Linked DNA regions of Mus musculus: region 1 is linked to region 2. Evidence: chromatin contacts called from public promoter capture Hi-C data. All regions are on one chromosome and are shown on one strand. Each heading gives the region's core, a stretch centred on a gene start, on an enhancer-like site or on the middle of the called end of the contact. The rest is flanking DNA. Distances are from core to core; before and after follow the strand shown.

The links. Promoter capture Hi-C pulls out the DNA fragments that hold promoters and counts their contacts.
Region 1: a promoter capture Hi-C map of liver shows a contact between it and region 2, with 5 times the contacts expected there. The contact joins the promoter of Tbc1d30 here to the promoter of Llph in region 2. A contact is called at or near these places in 7 of 39 promoter capture datasets (the 3T3-L1 cell line, the HPC-7 cell line, HPC-7-derived erythroid cells and 3 more), 1 of 15 datasets of contacts at CTCF or cohesin (large pre-B cells), 1 of 484 Hi-C or Micro-C datasets (B cells), 3 of 115 datasets of contacts at active chromatin or transcription factors (the 230-238 cell line, large pre-B cells and pro-B cells) and 2 of 9 other capture datasets (adipose tissue and liver).

The regions. Positions count from the first base shown.
Region 1 is chr10:121,347,925-121,355,257 of GRCm38.p6, forward strand. Tbc1d30 (TBC1 domain family, member 30) reads right to left here and starts at 3,720. Exons shown (of 13, transcript NM_001361015.1): 1 at 3,093-3,720. The coding sequence starts at 3,453. It overlaps Gm51786 (a long non-coding RNA gene), which reads left to right and starts at 5,977. Exons shown (of 3, transcript XR_003948972.1): 1 at 5,977-6,018.
Region 2 is chr10:120,224,555-120,231,348 of GRCm38.p6, forward strand. Llph (LLP homolog, long-term synaptic facilitation (Aplysia)) reads left to right here and starts at 2,506. Exons shown (of 3, transcript NM_025431.2): 1 at 2,506-2,569; 2 at 3,420-3,649; 3 at 6,649-6,794. The coding sequence starts at 3,427. Tmbim4 (transmembrane BAX inhibitor motif containing 4) reads left to right here. Exons shown (of 7, transcript NM_026617.3): 7 at 66-343. The coding sequence ends at 272.

The DNA.
Region 1 (7,333 bases), core at 2,470-4,969, 1.1 Mb after region 2:
TAACCACTGAGCCATCTCTCCAGCCTGTATTTATCTTTCAATGCTTTAAAAGTACCAGCTATTGAGCCTGGTGAGACAGGCCTACAATGCCACCTACTCAAGATGCTATGGCAGAGGGATCACAAGTTCAAAGCCAGATGATACAACTAAAATAATGTCTTAAGACCTTAAGTGCTGTGGAGACAGTAAAGTACTTACCATGCAAGTTTACTAACACCAGCATCACATAGAAAATGTCATCATGGTGGCACACTGGCCTCTAGCCTTTACAGGCAGGCACACATGAACACACATACACACATATACACACACAAATAAATAAATAAAAAGTAAGTGAGGTCTCAATGGTAGAGGCATTGCCTAACATGTCCTGGTTGTTCAAACCCTAAGACCTCAAAAATAAGAAACAGTTCAAACAACCTTGTCAGTTGTAAATAACACCAGCACATTTCATAACAAAGATGAATGTAGCTATGCTGATTTTGTTTTAAATGTGTGGCCTTCAAATAGCCTGGGTAGTACATTTAATTTAGGACCTCAATAATTTTCATACACGGCAGAAAATGTATTTCCTCTAAAGGGGTCAAATGATTCAACATCCTTGGGCTGGAGAGATGAGTCAGAGGTTTAAGAGTCTTGACTGGCTCTTCCAAAGGACTGGGTTCAAGTCTAGCACACATAATGGCTAACAGTTTTCTGAAATTCCAAGTTCCAAGGGAATGGACCTGTCTTCTGACCTTCGGAGGCACTGAACACATATGGCATACAGACATGTAGGTTAAAAACTCCCAAACACATAAAATAATTTTTTTAAACTTAAAAGAACTAAAAACCTTAATAATAAAAATAATGAAGTTTACATTCTTAAAACTAATACTGGCAACAGTAGGAAGTGTGTGAAAACTCTAACTTAGTTTTGCTGTTTCTTAAAGTACCTACAACTCTGTATTTCTCTACATTATATACTTCGTATGGGGACATATTCTGATTCTCATGTAGAAATGTCTTCCACAGTAATAGCACAGGCAAATAAACATCCTACACAAAAACCCGTCTCTGTGTAGACCATAACCCCTGCTTCTCACTAGGTAACAGAGGAAACAGTCAGCTGGAAACCTGACTAATTTCCTCTCAAAGGAATTTTATCCCTCTATGATACATGGGCTTGCAATACTGAAAGTGTTCTCTAATACTCACAGAGTACCTAACACACATTAGCTTAGGTAAATAGCCTGCCCGAGGCAGCACAGCTAAATAGAAATAGTAACAGGGTGATAACTGAGGAATCTGACTCCAAGTTAATCCCCTCCACCACAGACAATCCACTTTCCAGTACAAACTACTTTGTTGCTGCCCCTAGACCTCAGACCCACACCCAGCACCGTCTGGATACAACATTGAAACAAACGCTAAACTGTGAGAGAAGAAAACCAGCAGGCAGGTTATCTGCATTGTCCCTCTAAGTGGACACAACCCTTAGGTTGGAACAGCTAACAACCCAGTGAGCATGATTTCTGCAAACAGCTGCATCCGTGACCCGATGGTCTAATCACAGTGTTGTAAAGATGTCTGTCCACAGAGACAGTGTGTCAATATACAACATCTTGCTCACCCAACACAAGTCAACTGTGGAAAGAAAGGGTTCACAGGCAACGGGTCAGCAATAGAGATGAAAACTGGGAAGAAATGGACTCTGGCAGGATCTGTGAGTGATCAGTAGAGTGGCCACGCATGTGAACGTGACACCCACTTGCAGGCTGCCGACCTCTATAAACTTTGGCTTGCCAGCTTTCCTCTTCTAAAGGGAAATTATCAGTTTCTCGAAGTTTCCTGGTAAAGTGAATAGCCTTCTAACATGCGGAAATCTGGTCATAATTTTCAAAACTGATTCTCTTGGAATCTGACCTACTGCAAGAGTTTGGGCAATAAGCAGACATTCTTAGCACAGCCAGGTAATTACATAAAATAAAATGTCTGCAGCCAAAGGTGTTGGGGAACGTGGGGGGGGGGTCACTTGGAAGCTGAGAATTGTTTACACAGGTAGGAGCAAACAGACAGATTTTTTCTTTTTCTGTTTTTTTTTTTTTCCTGGAACCAGCTAGACTGGATACAGCAAGTACAAGAAGACTGTATAATTCTCTCTATTCCCCACCCCCATGGTCATTTAGCACAAGGACAATATTGCAAGAAATGTGATAGTGGCTGGCCTTCTGTTCCCCACACTTTAGTACATTTTGTAAATTGAGGTTTTCCCAGATCTATGCAAAAAGACAACTACACTAGTCCCGATGCCTGAAATATAAGCTATCATTATTGAGAAAAAAAAAATTTTTTTTTCGACCAGAATTTGAGTCTCAGAATTTGATAACGGAAGAAACATCAAATCAGCCTATGATCCGAGGAAACCAGGCCATTTCTCAGCTGCACTCTCTGGGCAGGTGAACGGTAGCAGTTGTTAAATGCACCGTGAAGGCCAAGCGCTCAGACTTCACTCAGTCCTGAGACCCAGATTAAAGCAGAGCTGCTGGGGACTCACACTCTGACAGGCACGGAATTCACGCGCTCTGCTGCGAACTGCATTATCGAATTATTCTGCCTCACTAGTTAAAAATCCCTGTCCAAGCGGCGTGGCTAGGGAAGGGGGTGGGGTGGGAAGCCCTAGAAGTCGGCTCTCTTCTCCCAGGGTCCTCTAGGAAATTTCTAGTAAGCACGGAAGAAACGCCAAACTAGTCCTAACAGCTGTTCAGGTAAAGTTAAGAGTCTACACTGCCCCTAGCTTCGGACTTCTGAGAGGCGTGGGGGAGGTGGAAAGACTCGACCACGCTCCGAGCCACCCTAGCAGAGGGGGAGGGGCTGGGCATTAGGAAATGTCTAGGGAAAGAGTGACAGAAGAGTCCCGAGTCAGATGAAAGGAGACTCCACACTCTCCGGGTGTGCGGGCAGAGCGGCAGCGCACAGGTGGCGCAGGTGGGCAACTAGCACAGGTGGTCAAGCGGGCCAGGTGGCGCAGGTGGGCAACTGGAGCAGATAATGCAAATGGCGCAGTGGGGCAGGTGGCACAGATAGGCAGGAGTCCCCGCGCCCTCGCTCACCTTTCCGCTGCAGGTACTGCATCTGGAGCCGCAGGCTCGGGCGCTCCCGCAGCTCCTGCAGCACTCGGGAGTCGCCAGCGCCGCGGCCGCCCAGGAATGCGTCGGAACCCGAGGTCTCGGTGGAGCTGTCCAGGCTGTCCCTTCGCAGGGGGCGGCCCTGGGACGCACGGTCCCCGCCGGCTGCCACCTCCTCCTCCTCGGTGCAGCTGTAGAGCTCGGTGAGCAACCCGCTCACTAGGGACGCCGTGCGGCTCGTGCGGCCGTCGGGCTGCGGCTCCAAGTCGCCCTCGTCCGCCGGGTGCCCCGCCGCCTCCTCGGATTGCTGCGGGTCCCACGTCCTGCCCGCTGGAAGGACCTCCATGGCTCGAACCGCCGCGGCGCCCGCCAGTTCCGGGAGGGCGCGGCCACGCGGGCAGCAAAGAGTCCCCAGCAGGGGTCGAAATGCCAACCAATGGGCGGAGGACCGGAGTTCCGGCTTCACGTCCGCGGGCGCCGCGCCCGAATCCTTCCCACCTGACCCGGAGCGTCCAGGAGACTCCACAAAAACCTGACTATCTGGCAAGTCCTGGGATTTGAGTGACGTTGTGAACTTTTTTCCTCCAATAAAAGACCTGGATTCAGAACAACTAAATTCCGTGACACTTGATTGTGGGTTTAATAGACCTTCCTGAGTTGGCCGAGCTAACAAAAGTCGCCAGAGCTGGTTTTGATGGTGAATTCGAGTTTATGGGAGTTTTATCTTTTTCCTTTAAAAAAGAAAAAGAAAAAATGTGTATTATTGCTGCGCACTCATCCCAGGATGTGCCTGTGGAGACCAGCGGTCAGGCAACACTGTGCAGCCGGTTTTTCTCCTTCCAACTTTTAACTGGGTTCTGGGAATCAAACTCCCGGCTTTAAATGGGTTCAGGGGGTCAAACTCGGGTTGGCAAGCTTGTTAGACAAGTACTTCTGCCTGGCGAGCCCTCTCTCTAGCTCCTCGGAGAGATCTGTCTTTACACTAGACTTCGGAAGAATTTTTGATTACCTTCCCCTTGGATAACTTTGTGAACTTAGTCACATTGATCATCAGTTTAACCCTGTGGTGTCCTCGCTTTTCGGTGAGAGCCTTGCAGCCAAGAGGTTCAATGACTTGCCAGGAAGGAAGCTTGAACTTTTCTTAGTGTCTGCCTCTCATTAGACAGAAATACTCCTCAGCCTGAAGCTGTTAATTGTCTGTACATCTAGGGCTTCTAAAGGAGAGTGGCAGCCGGGCATGGTGGCGCATGCCTTTGATCCCAGCACTCGGGAGGCAGAGGCAGGCGGATTTCTGAGTTCGAGGCCAGCCTGGTCTACAAAGTGAGTTCCAGGACAGCCAGGGCTATAAAGAGAAATCCTGTCTCCAAAAACCAAAGAACAGTGGCAGGCTTCCTGTTTATTTACACTTCTTACGTGGTGGGGCACAGCCTGATGTCCTTAACCACTACCAACAAAATACTTTGAAATTTGAGCTACTGTGAGTTATAAAAGCACCAGTTTTATGACGTTGTATGTATGCCCTAAGCATACAGAATTTGAACATATACTGGAGGGGCCGAGAGATGGCTCAGCAGTTAAAAGTACCAGCTTTTAAATTTTTTTAAATATTAAATTATTTAATATATAGCAAGATGGATCAGCAAGTAAAGGCACATTTGCCATCAACAACCTGTGCTTGATCCCTGGTACCCACAAAGTAGAAGCAAAGATCCCCCTTGTAAAAAGTTGCCCTCTGACCTCCATATGCATACCATAAGACACACGCACAAGAATAAAGAAATGGTGGGCTGAAGAGATGGCTCAGCGGTTAACAGCACTGACTGCTCTCCAGAAGGTCCTGAGTTCAAATTCCAGCACCACATGGTGGCTCACAACCATCCAAAAATGAGCTCTGACGCCCTCTTCTGGCGTGTCTGAAGACAGCTACAGTGTACTTACATAAAATAAATAAATAAGAATAAAGAAATGTCAACCTGTTCATGGATTACAAGAAAAAGATGAATAAACTGCTACCACACCGATTCTTTTAAAGAGATTTTTCTCCCTGTTGCCTGTGGCATGAGTGAAGGAATCCATGGGCCCTTCATCAGAGAAGGATCTTTGCAGCACACCAGACTTCCCCAGGGAGCAAATACGGCAACTGTTTCTCTTTTCTCAGTAGATATTCCCTGGTTTCTCTCCATTTGCCTCCACTAGGGACCCGCTTCAACATTTTTTTCTTTTTAGAGCCTGTCTTCCCAGAAACTGACAGAAGTTCAAAGGGATCTGAGGAAGATTGTGGGAAGCCACATGTGTCGTTGTAGGGTGGCGCTGGCTTCCACTGGCCACCACGCATACATAGGCAGTAAAGTTCTTTTGCCAAGATGAGGTTTTGAGAATTAACCAAAATTAACCAATCAGATGAGAAAAAAAGTTAAACAATCAGATGAGAGAGAAGTTAACCAATCAGATGTAGGCATGCAAATGAGGTAATAAGCATAACCCAAGCACAACCAATCCAGGTGTAAGACACGCCTCTTCTAGGCCTATATAAGCAGCACCAGTTCTGGGCTGGGGTCTTTTCACTCTGCAATCAAGCTCTCCCAATAAACGTGTGCAGAAGGATTCTGTTGCAGCATGGTTCTTGCTGGCCAGTCCGGCACGCACAAGAAGTGGTGCCGAAATCCGGGAAAAGAAACATCTTCAGGCACGAGTGAAGACCCCCTGCTACAGGGAGGATTCAGAACTGCATCGTGGGGAAGGAGCGGTTAATAAAGGTTCCCGTAAAACAGACTGCTGAGAAGGATCCGGCGTGGATTCAGAACTCTTCAGCTGGGGAACGGTGGTAATGAAGTGTTCCTACAAAACAGACTGCTGAGAAGGATTCAACTGCGTGGATTCAGAACTCTTCAGCTGAGGAACAGTGGTACCGGTAAGTAGAAAGAAATTAATGTGAGTCTCTAAGAGGCATGCTCTCCTACAAAATAGATCCGATAACTGTCGCTGGGGTTGCTATCTTTCTTGCCTTGATCTTATGTCATAGCCTTAATTGTCAACACCCAAAATGTAAAGATACAAAAGATAGTATAAAAAATAAAAAGCAGAAAATTAAGTCAATTTACCCTCCTCTCAAGGACTCTGAGTTGTCTAGCTCAGAGGATTCAAAATTATCAGCAGGAGAGGAGGAAGATTTGAAGGAGGCTGCTGCGGAGTATGAGGTAAAAAGATCTGGTCCAATAGGGAGGAGTTTCGGTGCTCCCCCACCTACTCCGCCTTATGCAGATAAGAAAGCAATTGGTAATGGTCACTCTTTTTGCACTCCTAAAGGGTTGCAAAAAATATATCAGGCTTTTCCTGTTTTTCAGAATCATGCTCAACAGCGATATTATGAGCCACTATCACATAAACAAGTGAAAGAGCTAACAGAGTCAGTAAGGACCTATGGAGTTAATGCCTCATTTACTCAGTCCCAAATTGATAGACTGGCTCACAACGCCATGACTCCTTTTGATTGGATGAGTGTGGTAAAGGCATGTCTTACAATGGGACAATATCTAGATTGGAAGTCTATATGGCATGATCTGTGGTTGAGTCAGGCCCGTGCTAATGCTACTGCAGGGCAACCAGCATGGAGCTTTAAAATGCTTACAGGTCAGGGTATATGGACAATCAATTAGGATACCCAGTGCAGGTCTATGAACAGATCAATCAGGCAACAGTGAAGGCTTGGAAAGCATTGCCTAATCGAGGAAAGGTATCTGGTAACTTAACAAAAATTATTCAGGGAATTAATGAGCCATTCTCTGAATTTGTGGCTCACATGATGGAAGCGGAAGGACGCATATTTGGTAATTCTGAGACCACATTGCCATTAATTGAACAATTAGTTTACGAGCAATGTACCAAAGAATACAGAAATGCTATCACACCATGGAAAGGGAAAGGACTACAAGCATGGATGAAAGCCTGTAGAGAAATAGGAGGACCTCTTTCAAATGCAGGGCTGACTGCCGCAGTTTTGATAGCGCAAACAAAAGAAATAACCTGCTATAATTGTGGACAAACAGGGCATATGCAAAAGCAGTGTACAAAGGGTAGAAAGAGTAGGTTTGAAAAGACAGTACCAGGTATTTGCCCAAAATGTGGGAAAGGAAGACATTGGGCAAATGAATGTAGATCAGTCAGAGATATAAAAGGAAGGCCAATACCTCAATTTAAAGTGCAACAGCCAAAAAACAAAGTGAGGG
Region 2 (6,794 bases), core at 1,256-3,755:
AGTCTCTGAAGTGGGTCTGGTGTGACTCCTGAGGCTAAACGTATTCCTTACTCCCTTGTCTGTAGCTGTTTTTTTACAGTGAGACGATGGAGCTGGTCTTGGCCTCTCTAGGCGCCCTCCTCTTCTGTGGGTTCATCATCTATGATACACACTCGCTGATGCACAGACTCTCTCCCGAAGAGTACGTGATCGCTGCCATCAGTCTCTACATGGATATCATCAACCTCTTCCTGCACCTGTTGAAGTTTCTGGAAGCAGTTAATAAAAAGTAACCGAGCAGTGTTCAGAGACAGTTCTATTATGAAAGACGCTTGAATTAAACTTAAATGTTAATATTAAAAGCATATGTGATCTTTAATGGCATTCTGTGTTCTTCTATAATTTAGAATCTTACTATTTTGGTTTTCTTCTCATTTCCAAATCCTTGACTTTAAGTCTCAGGCAAGAGCTATTAAAATGTCTTTCCCTTTTTCATAAACTGAGGCAGGGTCTCTATGTAGTTCAGTATGGCCTCTAACTCAGGGCCTTACTGTGTCAGCTTCCGATGTCCTGGGAATACACGCATGGTGCCACCTGCCTGGCATATATATATATATATATATATATATATATATATATATATATATATATATATATATATATGTTTGTGTGTAGCATGTGTATATCTGGGGTCTGCAGAGGCCAAAAGCGGGTGTTGTATCCCCTGGAACTGGCGTTACAGATGGTTGTAACATGGAAACTGCACTGGAGTTCTCTAAAAGAGTAGCAAGCACCCTTCAAAATCACTGAGCCATTTGTCAGCTCATTCTTCACCTCTAAAAATGTCTAGTTTATAAGTGGAAAATCACTGGTGTAAAATAGATTTGATAAAAATGAACGGTGTTTATATTTAATGGCAACAAATTTCATATGGTTAGTTTTTATAAGAGCTTTTTCATGCCAAATTGTGGAATGTGTCTTAATACATAATAGGTTGATTTTATTTTCCAAATTTCTGTTCAAAAGCCACAGCCTTTTGGTACATGAAGCTGCCAATTTAGAGCATCTGTAAGGTTGATTTTTCAAACCCAGGGCATGCACGCTTCCTCTTGTTATAATGCCAACTGTATTTTTCCTGGGTTAAAAATCTCAGTGCTTGCTCCACTATATGCATGGTTTCTTCAAAAAGACACAGCTCTTCTAGCAATTAAACAGGGATTTTATAAGTCATCACTTATAAAGGGGGCTGGAGACCTGGTTCAGTGGTTAAGAGCACCTCTTGCTCTTGCAGAAGACCTGGGTTCAGTTCTGTGGTGATTTGGATATGCTTGGCTCATGGGAAGTGGCAATATTGGGAGGTGAGGCCTCATTGGAATAGGTGTGACTTTATTGGATGAAGTGTGTCACTGTGTAGGTGGGCTTTAAGGTCCCTAGTGCTCAAGCTCCAGCCAGTTCAGAAGAGAACCTCTGGCTGCCTTCAGATCTGGGCTTCTCCAGCGCCATGTCTGCCTGCATGCTGTCATGCTTCCTGCTATGACGACAATGGACTGAACCTCTGAAACTGTGAGCCAGTCCCAAATAAATGTTTTACTTTTTAAGAGTTGCTTTGGTTATGGTGTCTTCACAGTAATGGAAGTAAAACTAAGTAAAACTGGTTCCCAGCACCCCTGTGGTGACTCACAACCAACTGTAAATCCAGTTCAAGGGATGAGATGGCCTCTTCTGGCCTCTTCTGGTACCAGGCACACATGTGGTACACATACATGCTTGAATGTGGTGATCTGTTGAAAACACTGTTTCCAGGTAAGTCTGGGTAGTTAACGTTTGTTGCCTAATCACCCACTGAAGATCAATGAATGAGGTACTATCTAGGCCCTAAGACACTCTTCTTATCTTTCACAAGTGTTAAAGAGACTTGCGTATCGCCCATAGCTTGTGCAATATTAGAAGCACATGCAAAAACCACACCTTTTTTTGTAAACTCATTCACCCTAGGTTAGCTTTGTCTCAGGTATGTAATAGTTTGGACAGATCAACATTGGTTGAAATAGCTTGTTTTACCCTTTAAATTCGTGGGGATAAGGAAAGATTATTCTGTTGGGTGACACTTTGAAATATAACTGGCATGCAGTCGACGTGACGTATTTAAGTTGTACAATTTGATACATCCTCACAGCCGCGTACCTCCTAGGATCCTCAGCCGAAATGAGAAAATTTCTAGACTGCAATTAAACAAAAACAAAACTCAGAAAGGGCTCCAGGATGATCAGAGCTGAGCAATCCCTTTGGTATCCTTTCTCGTGAGGCTGTCACAGACAGGGCCCCCGGCCAGGCTTGGCCCATCCAAGGCTTTGAGATGCTTTGATTTATAATTTGCCACTCCCGACAGGAAATTCCTTAAACTTTCTCCTGTAGGTGTAGGGGTCAGCCAAAGCCTCGGGATGACAGAGACAGCTGGTTGACCACGCCTCCCCAAAGACCACGCCTCTCAAGGATCCCGGCATGCTGTGCGCTGGCCCCTGAACGGAAGCCGGAAGCGCCTGTACTTCCGGTTGGCGTCCCACGCGTGGTGCGCGGTGTTGTCTCTCAGGTGAGTTGCGTGGGCTTTGGACTCAACTCCGCGGCGTGAAGGACTGGCTCGGACCCTGCCTCCGCGGCGAGACCTGACCGCATCCTCGCTCGGTGCGGGGCTCGGGAGGGCGAGGCTCGGGGTCCCGCACACGGACCACTGGTGATTGCTGACGCTCAGGGGACCTCACCCAGCCACCCCACGGTTCTCGTGACCTGTACGGTGTGCAGCAGAGCGGTGGCCCCGGGGGATCCGGCTCAGCCCCGCAGTCCGCAGACGGGGACGGTAGCTCCGGGTTGAAGCCGAACTTGGTAGAAAGGAGCTGACAGGAGTCGGAGGATCAGAGCGAGCCTTAGGGAGAGCCATTTCCAGACCTAGATCGGAGATGTGACGGTCCTGAAGTGGGCGTTGTGCGGACTGGAGCTTGCGTGCGTGTGGGGCTAGAGAGTAAGTCGGAGGCCCGAGAGGAGCGGGATGAGCTTTGATACACGAGGGGAGGAGTCTTTAAAAGGCAGGGAGCTATGGTTTAAGCTGTTAAAAGTTCACACTAAAGATGTGGTGACGGATATTGGATAAGAACAGCGCAATAGGTGATTTTAAGGCGGAGCTGTTCGCTTTCTGTGTCTACTATGCATAGCTGCTCTTTGAGAACGGCTTGAATTAACGACTTGTTCCTACTTAAAGGGGCCTGACGTGTCCGGACTTAGTCCTTTCATGCTCTGCGCTGATTATTACATAAGCTAAGCATGAGGGCACAGCACAACTTCTCTTCCATCTGTCCCAGTTCTGAAGAGAAGGCTGCTTGGCCACGTCCTTGCCAGTCAAGGGTGTGAGCAGTAAACCTTTTGTTTGTGTTTCTGTTCACCGCCAGGTGAAGCATGGCTAAAAGCCTGCGGAGTAAGTGGAAGAGGAAGATGCGGGCCGAGAAGAGAAAGAAGAATGCGCCAAGGGAGCTCAACAGACTGAAGAGTATCCTCAGAGTGGACGGGGATGCTCTAATGAAAGACGTTGAGGAGATAGCAACCGTGGTGGTAGCCAAACCTCGCCAGGAGAAAATGCAGTGTGAGGAAGGGCGGTGTGACGGCGCAGATGAGGAAAAGGGTGAGCCTCGGTCTTCATTTACATGGTTTTTCTAAAAAATGATCCACTTTTCTCTTAGGGGTCGGTCTCTCTCTGTCTTTTTAAAGCCGTCTTCTACCCATTCTACTTGTCCCTAGTGTCAAGTCCAAAAGAAACTGGGGACAAATGGCTAGCTGTGGAGCTTATTAGATAATAAAGTACATGCTGGCACCCTGGTTCCTCTCAGCTCCTCCCCCCAACCCCCAAGTGTCTCCACTTCACAAGCCTCCCTCTCACTCCCATATAACACTGCCGTCTCGGCCGTGCTTCTCTCGGCTCCTGGATCCTCTCGTTCCTCTCAGTCGCCTTTACCCCACTTCTCTTCCTCTCTTGCCTCCCCAACCCCCACCCCACTTTCTCTCCTCTCATGGCCTGGTTCAGTCCACTGGCGATGTTTTGTCTTCTTTCTCTCCTGCTCTGGACTCTTCTGACTGTACCTTCCCTCATTTCGACAGTAAACACTTCCTCTTCAATCACACTTGGAGCTGTCCTGTGCTCACTGTATGCACCTCACATACCTGGTGTGTTCACGTCTTTATCCTTTGGAAGCTTACGTTTCTTTTAGAGACTGTGCTAAGCTGTTTCACAGTCAGTGTTTGTGAATAGCATCGCTGAGCTGTTTAGAATGGATCTTCAGCAATTACACAGCAGCTTGAATGCCCCAGGCACTGATGGTACTGCGGGATGGAGCTTAGCATCTAGGCAGATGTTTAATTACCCTGGAAAGTCACAGAATCTCACTTTTGTTTGCATCTTTTTAGAGACCCCTGTGTATTGTTACTCATTGGAGGCTCTGTATAATGCTGGATTCAGCAAAGAAAGGGGTGTTTGTTTTTAATGCCCCTGCTTGGCAGCTAAAGGAAGCACTCATATGAGGGGCATTGACTACACTTCCAGAGGACCCAGGTTCAGTTCCCAGCACCCACACGGCAGCTCACAACTGTCAGTAGCTCCAGGATCTGACATCCACACAGACAGACATGCAGGCAAAGCTTCAGTGTAGGTCTTTTTTTAAAAGGCACTCTTAAGGTAGAAGTGTGTTCATGTCTTGAAGGCCAAGGACCCCAAAGTTCTTAGTGCTTAATCCGAAGTGTTAGCGTCCCATTCTTCCAAAGAGAAACCCTCCTGTCTGGTTTCTGTTGGTCTGCTCTGCTTCCGCTGCCCCTGAGAGGTTTGAGACTTGAACTGGCTGTGTCCCTTTCAGCACACACAGCACCTCTGCAACTCTTTTCTTGGCTGCGCCCCCCTAGGAGTTTCTCTCCCTGTCCTTCCAACCCCGAGACGGACAGCTGCTGATGCCGTTGGTCTTCTATGGCTTGCTTTGTAGCTTACTGTCTCACTCTAAACTTCATGTTTTAGCAGATATCAATTTTTCCCTTTAAAGGCAATACTGGTTTGTCGTATGTGCCACGTTTTATTTGTTTGTAGTTGGCATCTGGGGCATTTCCGTGCTTCTGTGGTCTGATAAACCTTAGTGTCCACGTTTGCGTGCTTGCTTGTGTGCTTGTTTTTAATACCCAATTTCAGTGCTTTGGAGTATGGGCTTAGAGATGGAACGTGGCTCATACAGTAATGCTTTGCTCTTCTCTGCACCTGCCAGACATTTATAGCCACCTAGCAGTGCCTCAAATATCTCACTGCAATGGAACTGCCTGTTTTTAAGGTTTGGTTGTTTCTGTCTGTGTGGATTGTAAACATTCTTTATAAATTCTGGGCATCTTTGAGTCTCTTGGCATAAAGCCCCCTAATTTTCTTAATTTTATCATGTAGGATCTTAGTATACTGTTCTGTTTTTCTATTCCGAAACTTTTATTTTTAACTTTGACTATTCCCTTGAATAACTTCCTGCTCTTAGTGGATAGCTATCGTATCTTGTCGGGGTGTTGTTTGCTTCTGTAATTTGATCAGATATTTCTGCGTTGTTTGTTACATTCTCTTGAGTTCTGCTGCCTTGCTTTCACCCTTGTTCCCTCCACGCTTGTCTAGCCCTTTTCCCAAATACCTGGTGCATTGTCGCTGCAGCGAGGCGCTGGGGTGGAAACTGGGGGTGGAGGAAGCATCAGGGTGTGAGGAGGAGCCGTCCATCAGCGTGGAGGCTTGTAGGGTAAAAGGGGGGCTTCTGGCTTTTTTTTTTTTTTTAAAGGATAATCTCCTTTTACAGTCTGTGCCTCTTCTTTTTTTTCCTCAGCATCCTGAGAGAAGAATTCTCTCAATTTCTGCCTGGAGACTGCCTTGGTGCCCTCACTTGTAATCTTTCAGGAGCTAAATGGGAATAGAAGTGGAGACGAGGGGAGTCCTTCGGTTTAGTCATATTAGTAAAGCTTGCTCCTTCTGCCCTCAAGTATGTTCCTCTTCATGTCCCCGTTGCAGCTGGGGACTGTGCAACCTGCATAGTTTCCTCAGCCAAAAAATGCAGCTGTCTCCCCTGTCTTTGTCCCCTCTGTCTGCACCAAAGCATTACTTGTTACACTAAACCCCACGGCCAGAAGTTGTCGCCCATCCCTTGATCCCAGCCTTTCTACTTTCCTCTCTGTGCTTCCTTTAAATGTAGACCAGACTCACTCACTCACTCACTCACTCACTCGCTCGCTCGCTCGCTCACTCACTCACTCACTCACTCACTGCTTACGATGTTAACTTTCAGGGCTGGAGAGGTGGCTCAGCACTTGGCGCTTTCACAGAGTTCATTTCCCAGCTCCTGTGTCAGGTGGCCCACAGCCAACTGGAACATCAGCTCCAGGGACCTGACTGCACGCTCTTCTTCCTCCGTGGGCACCCGCACACACACGTGTGCACACATGGATTTAGGAGCATGCAGCGGCACGTGTGGCTTATGTCTGACTTTGCTGTAAGGGCTTCCATAGAGAGTGGTCTCTTTGTTTTGATTTCAGCCTCCATGTGGTTCTGACGCTCATGCGACTCCACGGGGTTGTCACGTGTGAATGTAATAACTCCTCATTTTATCCTTGTTTCTAATTTAGATGACATGAAAATGGAAACTGAAATTAAGAGAAACAGAAAGACTCTTCTAGACCAGCATGGCCAGTACCCAGTGTGGATGAACCAGAGGCAAAGAAAAAGACTGAAGGCCAAGAGAGAAAAGAAACGAGGGAAAAGCAGAGCAAAG